Linked DNA regions of Triticum aestivum: region 1 is linked to region 2. The links are chromatin contacts, called in public Hi-C maps. All regions are on one chromosome and are shown on one strand. The core of a region is the stretch at or near the end of the contact, and the rest is flanking DNA. Distances in the headings are between cores, read along the strand shown.

Region 1 (5,537 bases), core at 2,830-5,329, 150 kb before region 2:
TATTTTTTGAGATTAAAGAAAACATTCATTTTTAACACAATCTCAGAAGCTTTATTAAGTCATCACAATATTTACAAGAGCAAATGAAATATCATTGGGGTGGCCTAACCAGATAGAGTAAAGCTACACCTACGTAATGTTTCTTACGCACCTTACATATGATCTGATTTGGCAGTTTTATATTAGTCATTAGTTGGGGCACAAGCCCACCATAAAATTCAGGGTGGAGGGGGCAGTTTAACTCGTAGAGAAGGGATTTACGTAAGTTAAGTAGAAGTACTACGTAGGTCTAACATTTCGAATTAGAGATGGCGGCCAGCCCCTAAAGATAAATCATGTTTCGCCCAATTGTGAGATTCGACATTACAAATTGGGAAGGCAGCCCTATGGTTTATTATCTTGTGTAAGATTCCCTTAACTAGTCGCACCCCCTTGTTGTATGTCATCAATCACTACCTTGCAGTCCAGAGGCAACATGAATCTGCTGGACATATAGATCTTGTGTAAGTGTTAAGGCTTCTCTAACAGCTAAAGCCTCAAGGGTAGCCGGTCCGAGATTCCAGAGAAAAAAATGGTCAAGGCTCCAATGAAGTTCCAATCTCCATCTCTGCAAACTGCTCCCATTGTACTGAAATCTCCGTTTCTTTGACACAAGTGCGTCGACATTGATTTTCACAAGGTTATTCGGAGGTGCGATCCAATGGTCTTATTCATTTTCATTCTAGGAACCGCAGTAGCCGGCTTCTAGAGACCTTGAATATCTGTCAAAAAAATATGTGAAGCAATGGGTGGACAAAGGACTTTGAAAAATATCCTCGTGGATACAAGTTTCTTTGTTCCAACCGAAGAAAGAAAAGCTATCTCCCTAGTGCTAGCCGCTAGGGAGTCAATCCGCCATCGTTCCTCCGACAGGTCCCCTCGTCGACGACCTCGGTCGGTGGTGAGTGGGTTGTTGGATTCACGCGCGTGGACCATCTTTAGGCCCTCATAGTCTAGGTTTTTAGATGGTAGTCTAGATTTTTAGATGGTTCATCGTCTTGGCTTCGGCAGCGGCGATGGTTGCGCTGAATAAAGATTCTTCAGACCCTTCCCCCATGAGACGATCGGTCCTGGTTGGGGATGAATTTGGAAACCAGACTGTTCAAGAAAGGGTGGTGTGGAGAAAGCAGCATCCTCGTGGTGGACCAATGTCCTCAGGCTCCACCGTTGCGATGACGTTTGCTCCAGCAACGACACGGAGCTTGGGTGATAGTCCAGGAGCGGATGCAGATTGTGGTCTACATCAACGATATTTGGAAGATGGTGGATCGTGTGCTGGGTTTGTTGATCGTGGATGGCAGGTATGATTTTCTCCTCCAATGTCTTAGTCATGCGGGGTGCCAGATTTAGAGTTCAATGACGTGTTCGGGGTGTTGCCTCGGTCTGATTTGTTCAATAATAATGGTTTCATCTTTGATGAGCCATCTTGGAGGTCCGCAAAGGTGCATATCAACGATGGAACCGCGTCGAGTTCGAGTGAGGAGATAATCCGTCATTTTTTTTCCTTTGATGACTACTTTGATGGCGCCAAAGTCAAGTGATGGGCGTTGGTGTCAAGTTCAAATGATTTTTTAGCCTTGGTATCTTTTTTCTTCTTGGCTTGACTTCCTTTATGCAAATGCTAGCATTTACTATATTTTTCAGTTTTTTCATTCTGATGTGTACTAATTTGTATTATGATCTTTATAATATAAATGAGACACTTATTACCAGGAGAAAAATTCCTCGTGGATCACCTTTCGCCTAGCCCCTTATATAAGGTGACCACTGGCAGCTCTTATTCGGCATGGCTATTTTTTTTAAAATAATACATTTTTTAATTAATTTGCATAAATATTACGCTGATATTTTTATTTTTAAAAATAATACACCATCGGCCTGCTGCAGGCAGGTCGATTGGCCCAGTCAGCCAGCAACAGGCCGATGGTGTATTATTTCTTAAAATAAAAACATAGGCGTAATATTTGTATAAATTAATTAAAAAATATAATATTTTTAGAAAATAGCTTCGGCGTGTAGGTCGCCGCCAAGCGACAGCACGCGTACCCCTCCTCCCCCATGCCCAGCTGCGTATACGTGGCCCGGCCCGGGTAGTTCATGTTCGATTTGAACCTTCCCAAACTGATTTTTTTCCGGTTTTTTCTTATTTTTCAATTTTCCTTTTTTTCCTTTTTGCCTCTTCATTTCTTTTATCGTTCTAGTTTCTTTTCTTTTCCTATTTTTCTTCCTCTTCATTTCCCTTTTTTTCTCGTTTTCATAAACAATTTTTTAAAATTGTGAACATTTTTTGTTCACTGAATTCAAAAAATGTTCATGCAATTAAAAAATAGCGGATTCAAAATTTGTTCACCATAATTTTGAAAAATGCTCATACACTTTTCAAAAAGTTTATCCTATTTTCAAAAAGTGTTGTTGAATTGAGAAAATGTTCATCAAGTTCAAAAAAATGAAAAATGTTCATCGTATTCAAAATTGTTTCACCATAATTTTTAAAAATATTCATCAAATTCAAAAAATATTCGTCCATTTTTATGAACGTCTATCCGTTTTTTTTAAAAAAATGTTCTTGAATCGAGAATTTTTTCATCAAGTTCAAAAAATGTTCATCAAATTCAAAATTTTGTTCATCTGATAAAAATGTTCATCAATATCCAAATTCAGGAACATTTTTTGAAATCATGAATATTTTTTAAATTCATAAATATTATTTGAATCGAGGGGCATTTGTTGGTGAATTTTGGAACTTTTTGAAATCACAAATAATTAAAAAACAAAAGAGAAGAAATAAACAAAAGAAGAAAATTGGGGGCGCTCTGCCTCCGCTCATTGGCCGGCCCAAATGGGCCGTGGGGGGGGGGGAGCGGGGTGCGCGCACATCCGTCTCCCGGCGCATACCGCGGCAAATAGGGGCACCCGTGACCGCGAAATCACTAATTGAGGAGTATTCCTTCTAAAGATCATTCTTACCTTCCCAGGTTGCGACATATGAAACACTGCATGTACACCACTTGTCGTAATTTAGGAGTTTCTTTTTTTCGTAGATCCATTTATTCAAAATATTTTATCTCTTGAACTATGTGTCCAAATCTCGAATCGTTTTTAGCGTTTGATTCCTTGTGTCCACACATTTCAAACTAGATCCTATGTTGATAGATTTTGACTAACATTTTTTGATAAAAAAACTAGATAAAAAAACCAAACTGAGAACACATTTTTTTTTCCTTTCCGAGAGGCACAATCATGCCTCTCGCGGAAGCAAAATCATGCCTCTCACGAAAGAAAAAAAACACATATTTTTTTTCATTTCCGAGAGGCACGATCGTGCCTCTTACGGAAGCAAAACCGTGTCTCTCACGAAAGGAAAAAAAATAAAACACATTTTTGTCCGTTTTCGAGAAGCACGGCACGGAAGCAAAACCGCGCCTCTCAGAAAAGAAAAAAAAGAAGAGAAAACATGTTTTTTTCATTTTCGAGAGGCACGACTGTGGCTCTCGCGAAAGCAAAACCAGGCCTCTTGCATGCCTCTCACGAAAAGAGAAGAAAAGAAAACATAATTTTTTTTTTCTGTTTTCGAGAGGCACAATGCATCTCGCAGAAGCAAAATCGTGACTCTTACGGAAGGAAAAAAAATAAACGCATTCTTTCAAGCAATTCTTTTTCAATTTTTTTGTCGAAAAACTAAGAAAGACCGGTGTAAAACCGAAAAGCCGACAAAAAATCTAAAAATCCGAAACTCATGCGGAAAAATAAAAAAATCTGAAGGGAGTGCCTATAGGGGACACATGGCGGCGGCTGCTGAGAGTACGCCAAGTGATGCGCTCTCAGTCCACCCAAGTGATCGTTGGAAGGTTCGTGAAGGAGTGCTCCTCAATTAATTGCTCTCCCGTGACGACCATTCTTTAGTTTTTTTTCTTTTCTCGAGTTCGTCTTCTGGTATCCAGGGGAACAATTAACCGATCTAACCGAATTTAGCCCACTTCTTTACAGCCCAACTTACAATCGTTGACAGCCCAGAAGCCCAGCATCTCAGCCTGCCCTGCTCTCTCCCTAATTGCGTCTGCCCATCCCGCACGAAACGTCATCCCCAAGCACGCAGAGAGCGCCGAGATCCGCCCAAACCTAGCGCCGCCGCGGCTCCTCACCCACGCGGCCGCCGCGGCTCCTCACCCACGCGGCCGCCGCCGTGTTCGCGTCGGCAGAGCACGAGGCGCACGGCCTTCCTCGCATACTCTCGGTACGCGCTGTCCGCCTCGGCTCATCCTGGACTAGGTAAACCTCCGCCGCCCCCTCCCGCTCACTGCTGTTTGTCGCGCGGCGAGGAAATTTACGGGATTCCTGCCTCATCGATGGGGTTCTAGTTACGTCCTATGCTTGCCACTCGCATGTGTTACCCGTTGGATTTCTGACGCCGGTCAAGTTTTTATCGAGGTCCTCGACTGTGATCCAGTTGTAGTCACGGTGTTCTGATGCTCCGTGTCAGTCTTTGGCTGTTCACGCCCGACTAATTTTTCAGCTGTTTGTTGTTTGAAATGTTGCGCTGAAAGAGATCTATTGCTGTTAACTTTGAACTGTATTTTGGGCCCATCCTTTGTACGGCTGGTTAAATATCTGCAATTGCCATTGCATTTACCGCTGATAAGTAGACGTGTCAAATTGGTAGCTCTTGATGTGCATCCATCTTGAAATGGTGATGGAGTATCTATCCTCTGCAAGTTTTCTGCTGAAATGCTGTAACATCACAAATCAATAAGTTATGTGTCAATTTTTGCAACTAAGAATTCCTTCATTTTTACCTGTTGTGTGCAAAGCAGCCCCCCTCAAACTGAATTTGAACAATAATGGATGGTTGTTCGACACTTAAGTTCACCATGCTGAACAGTCACTTAACATTACGCGTAGCCTTTTTGCAAGCTTATGATATGTTAATCCATGGCTTATCCTCCTTATCTTCTTCCTGTTTTACTCGCGGGCCTACTCTGTTATTCTTGTTGCTAGTTTTGGCATTTGCACTTTTGTGCTTGTGATGTTGTTTCGAAAAACATGCTTTGAGGAATTGCACTGATCATCCACAGCTGACCTTTGTGTTACAGATGGCTGGATATATGTCACGAGGACCCCCAAATGGCTCTATTTATGTATGCAATCTGCCTCCTGGAACTGATGAGACCATGTTGGCTGAATATTTTGGCACCATAGGGTTGCTAAAGGTATGGGTCTTACCAGGTAACATTTTCGCAACCACATGCAAGTTCTTGAATGGTCTTGTAAACCCTTGTTAATTCCATTTCATGATAGATTTGTCATTTCCTCTTCTCATATCTCAACAGAAGGACAAAAGGACTGGCCACCCAAAGATTTGGATATACAGGGACAAAGTTACAAATGAACCAAAGGGTGATGCAACAGTCACATATGAAGATCCCCATGCTGCTTCAGCTGCTGTGGAATGGTTCAATAATAAGGATTTCCATGGAAGCATCATCCAGGTTCACATAGCT
Region 2 (4,905 bases), core at 771-3,270:
TCTGGTTCTGACGAGGGAGGAGGGATGGAAAAGACTCTGTTTTTTCTTCACCGGAATCTGAGAATCTGATGGTGGTCTGAGGAAGGGAGGGGGCAGCTTGAATTCTCTGACCTTGAGGCCCGGATCTGATGGCTGCTTGTTTCCATGGCGGTTGTGCGCGGCAGGTGATCAACGGGTACATCGGCGAGGCGCGGGCGGCTCTCGCGGCCGCGGCGGCGCGGGACGGCGACGGCGGGGATGACTCCTCCGCGGCGGCCGCGCTCGGCCTGGTCGGCGCGGTGCTGGAGATGTCGCCGCGCATGGAGGCCGCGCTCGAGCTCCGGGCGCGCGCGCTGCTCACGCTCCGCCGGTACCGCGACGTCGCCGAGATGCTCCGCGACTACATTCCCAGCTGCGCCAAGTCCTGCGCCGGCGATGACACCGCCACCTCCTCCTCGTCCACCTCCTGCTCGTCCGGCTCCGGCGACCTCGCCTGCGCGTCCCGCGCGGGGCTGCTCTCCCCGGGGCGCGAGCTCTCCGTCTCCGACGCCGGGGCCTCCAGGTTCCTCTGCTGCCTCGACGTCTCCGAGATCAAGCGCCTCGTCGTCGCCGGCCTCTCCAAGAGCTCCGAGGCCGAGACCCAGTGGAGGTAACAGAATCGCTCGGCCGGGTGGGGCGGGCCGCCCGGCTGGAGGCCGTGCGGGTGCAGCGCCCTGCCCTGCGCCGGCGCCTGCTACTTCTTGTCGTCGGGCTCCGGGTCCTCCACCAACACCGCCTGGAAGGAGGAGCAGTTGCGCACAGTCGAGGAGCGCAGCAGCGAGGAGGGCGGGTTCATTAGTGCAAAGGCCAGGGGGTAATTGAAAAATGTGCTGCGCTGACCGGCTCTGCTGACTAGGCTCCACTTGTCGTCGTCTGATTGGCTAGGACTAAATTTGCACATTGGGTGCAAGTTGTGGGACTCAATAGTTGGCTTTTGCAAGTTTTGGACCAAATCGTCACATCTAGGACAAAGTTGTGGGACTCCCAGTGCTATTACCTCAAATTTAAAGCGACGCTGACCCAGTGAGTCAAGGTCACCTCTTCCCGATACAACCATGGTACTCGTGCACTTGGGCAGATAGCACTTGATAGCAACAGGCGTGCAGGCCAGACATCTGTATTTCTCGGTTTTCGGTCCACTCGGTTACCCGAGGTATAGACCCGAATTAACCGGACTAAGTTCGGTTTCCACCAAATGCAAACCGGATGTACCACCGAAGTTTTCGGTTTCGGTGTATTCGGATTCGGGTTATATGCCCAGCCCTATCCGAGATAACCGAGCAAGCAGAAAAACCTGCTCCGCAAGAGATGCTAGTTTCTTGCGGCGTCGTTTATGTTGGGTCACATGGCCTCTGCGAACAACTCAACACGAGGAGATGGAAGGACCTGGATATGCACTCGGCACGTAGATGAAGTAACTTCCATGTCAAGACCTGTGGCGCTGCAAAGGTGCAGAAGCGATGTTGTACCGGACGCCTCCACAATTCCAAATTTCCATATTTGTATGATATTCTCCGTCACAGTACACGAAGCAAAGACGATGATTCTTGAAAACCTCATTTTTTTAAAAGTTAAAAAACGCTTTTGTGTATGCTTTTTTTCTTTTAATAAGGAATCCTTGTTGCTATTGCTCTTCATTTTGTTTTGATTCATCGTAATTTGTATCGATTTTAGGTTTTGTGCACAGAAAGTATATACAAAATCGTTTGTGAAGAAACACAGCCGGGCACGTTGGGACCATACCAACGCGTGGGACAATTCCTCAACAGTTGCTTACACACTCGATCCAACGGCTTCCACGGTCACAAACCAAAACCTAGCTGACAGTGACGGCGACAAAGATGAGATGTGCCCTCATCTCATCCTTCCCTTCCCTGTTCCGCCCGCTATTATTGCGTTGCATCATCGTCGATCCGTCTCCCGCCGCTCACGAGACCGATCGTCCATAAACAAATCAGCCGATCTCAATTTAATTAATTAATATAAGCCCGAGAAACGGGACAAAATTAGCAGTCGGAAATATAGGGGCATCGCCGTCGTCAAGTGGCCATCGCCAACGTCCCGCAGCCTCCGCCTCCGCCTCCCTCCTCCTCCTCCAACCTTCAATCACCTCGTCCCCACCGGCGGCCCCGGCAATAAGAACCCGAATCGCGCCCCGTCCCCCTCGCTCAGAATCCCGGCGAATCTCGCGCCGGACGCAGGAATCAAGAATCCCCGGGGATATTCATCGGGAATCCGGGAAGAAAGCCCCGGCCTTGGCGGTCCGGCCATGGACACGGAGCCGCTGCTCCCCACCACGGCGCCGCAGCCGCTCCACCCGCTGCCGGAGCACGCGACGCTCTCCAACTTCGACCTCGCGCCGCCCTCCTCGCCCTGCCCCTCCCCGGCCTCCTCCTACAAGGACCGCCTCATCTTCGGGCCCCACGACCCGCCGCCGCCGCCGCCGCCCCCTCCCCCGCCGCAGTCCGCGCGCCACTACCGCCGCATCTCCGTCCCCCACCCCGACCCGTTCCGCGACTACGACCACCCGTCCTGCTCCTCCTCCCCACCCTCCAACGAGGACGGCCAGCCCCAGCCCACCACGCCCTCGCTCTTCAATTTAATCAGCGGCCGCACCAACCTCCACCGCTCCCGCACCGCGCCTGCCATGGCGCCGCTCAGCGCCGCTGTCCTCGCCGCCTCCGCCCAGGCCGACCACCAGAACCCGCCCCCGCCGCCGCGGAGGCCGGCCATCGTGCTGCACGCCTTCCTCTTCCTGCTCGCCTACCTCGCCCTCGGCGTCTCCTTCTACGCCGCCTTCCCGGCCAACTTCACCTCCTCCGCCGGGCCCACCCACCCCGTCGTCGACGCCCTCTACTTCTGTATCGTCACGCTCTGCACAATTGGCTACGGGGACATCACCCCGGCCAGCCCTGCCGCCAAGCTCTTCGCCATATCCTTCGTCCTCATCGGCTTCGGCTTCGTCGACATCCTCCTCTCTGGCATGGTGTCCTATGTGCTCGACCTCCAAGAGCACCTCCTCATCACCGCCATCAAGAACCCCCGCTCTGCACGCAAGCACCGGCACAACTACATCTTCGACATCAAGAAGGGCCGAATGCGCGTGCGCATGAAGGTCGCCCTCGCGCTTGGTGTGGTGGCCATCTGCGTCGGCATTGGGGCCACTGTGCTCAGGAAGGTGGAGAACATGGGCTGGCTCGATGCCGTGTACCTTGCAGTGATGTCGGTGACCACGGTCGGATACGGCGATCACGCGTTCCGGACACTGCAGGGCCGCCTTTTTGCCTCTGGGTGGCTCCTCGTGTCCACACTAGCCGTGGCACGGGCATTCCTCTACTTGGCAGAGATGAGGATCGACAAGAGGCACCGTGCCATGGCCAACTGGGTGCTGTCCAGAGACATGACCGTGTCAGAGTTTCTCGCTGCAGATATCGACAACAATGGCTATGTCACGTAAGTTATCGCGGTATCAAACCTTATTTTCATGCCTGCATTGACCAATTCGTCTTATTGAATTTCATTCGGCAATTTGGCATGTACAACGATTCTGAAAGTATTACGTCCCTGCAAAGATGCTTTACTAGGTACTTGATTTGCGGATAGTAAGCAACATGTGTGTCAGTTGGAAACCAGCACATCATGACATTATCAAAAGCTCTGGCATTCAGTAACAGTATAGTCATACCTCAACTCACAAGTCACAGAATATCTTGATGCCAGCTAGTGGACAGTAGGTATATTATTAGCAGTAGCTGACATACTGTTATAATTTCCACAAATGAGCTGATAGGTTTTGTGCCTTATTTTTTACAATAGGGTGTTCTTTGCGGTCCACAAATGAGCCGATAGGTTTTGTGGCTTATTTTTTACAATAGGGTGTTCCTAACAGTTGTATTGTGCTTAACATAAAGATAAAATCTGGAAACGGTAAAATAATGGCTCAAACTAATACTACTTGGTTTATTTTTCTTACTCAGCTTAGTACTTGATATATGATTTGTTTTGTCCTGCATTTTGAATTTGCTCAAATGGAAAATCTGAAAATGGGGTGAAGAACATGGTATTTGGAGACGGGTTACTATTGTTTTAATAGAATAATAAATATGTGATCTGAAAAAGAGACGACTTAGAATACGGTGCATAATAATTATATATACCATGTATCACTTGTGATTCTGGTGAATTATGGCCACACAACTTATTTTATGTTGGCATATAGTATGAATAAAATTATGAAATCGGTTGTCTAGCCATGTTAGTGGAATCAATTATTTGGTTGTTGTATTTTGCTTATGTTTCTATGTATATTTCTGTGATGAATTGTTGCTTTAAAATATTATAGAGCGCAATTAAAGGGCTGTAAGATGGCAAGGGCATTAAATCCAAAGAGCATGACAGCCTTTTCAACTCAGAAGCGTGCCATAATAGGATCCGAAAATGGTTACCTATGTAAAGTATGGCGTGTGAGGGAAGGATGGTTTTTATTAGTAAAATACAATTGTAAATTTTAATGGAATCTTTAGTACTGAGTAAATGAATCAACTTATGACTACTGTATTGCTGACTTTTGTGCTTGTTTTGGTAACTCAAACATGTTTTGTGTTGTATGACAACCCTGAGCCCATGAGAAATGCATTATGTTAGGGTACATATTAATTTGCAAGAGAGCGATTAATTTTGGTAATGCCCTTATACAAGACAACACATTGTCCATAATGCTGTTTATTTATCATCATATGCACGCTGTAGTACAATCATTTATCATAATGAAAGATATTTCCATTAGTTATGAAGCTATACCATATCCTGTTTTTCTTATACTGAGGTATTCACATAGTTTGCTGAGGTTCTTCCTACTGCAGACACAAAAAAAAATTTGCTTCTGTT

What was found. A called contact is a pair of places that touch in the nucleus more often than the background predicts.
Region 1: a contact with region 2 is called in a Hi-C map of leaf, with 5 times the contacts expected there. The contact joins the promoter of LOC123103461 here to the promoter of LOC123103459 in region 2. A contact is called at or near these places in 3 of 5 Hi-C or Micro-C datasets (all in leaf).

The regions. Positions count from the first base shown.
Region 1 is chr5A:377,214,902-377,220,438 of IWGSC CS RefSeq v2.1, reverse strand. It overlaps LOC123103461 (transcription initiation factor TFIID subunit 15), which reads left to right and starts at 4,079. Exons shown (of 8, transcript XM_044525057.1): 1 at 4,079-4,308; 2 at 5,130-5,246; 3 at 5,367-5,537. The coding sequence starts at 5,130.
Region 2 is chr5A:377,062,475-377,067,379 of IWGSC CS RefSeq v2.1, reverse strand. LOC123103459 (two pore potassium channel c) reads left to right here and starts at 2,020. Exons shown (of 2, transcript XM_044525055.1): 1 at 2,020-3,471. The coding sequence starts at 2,288.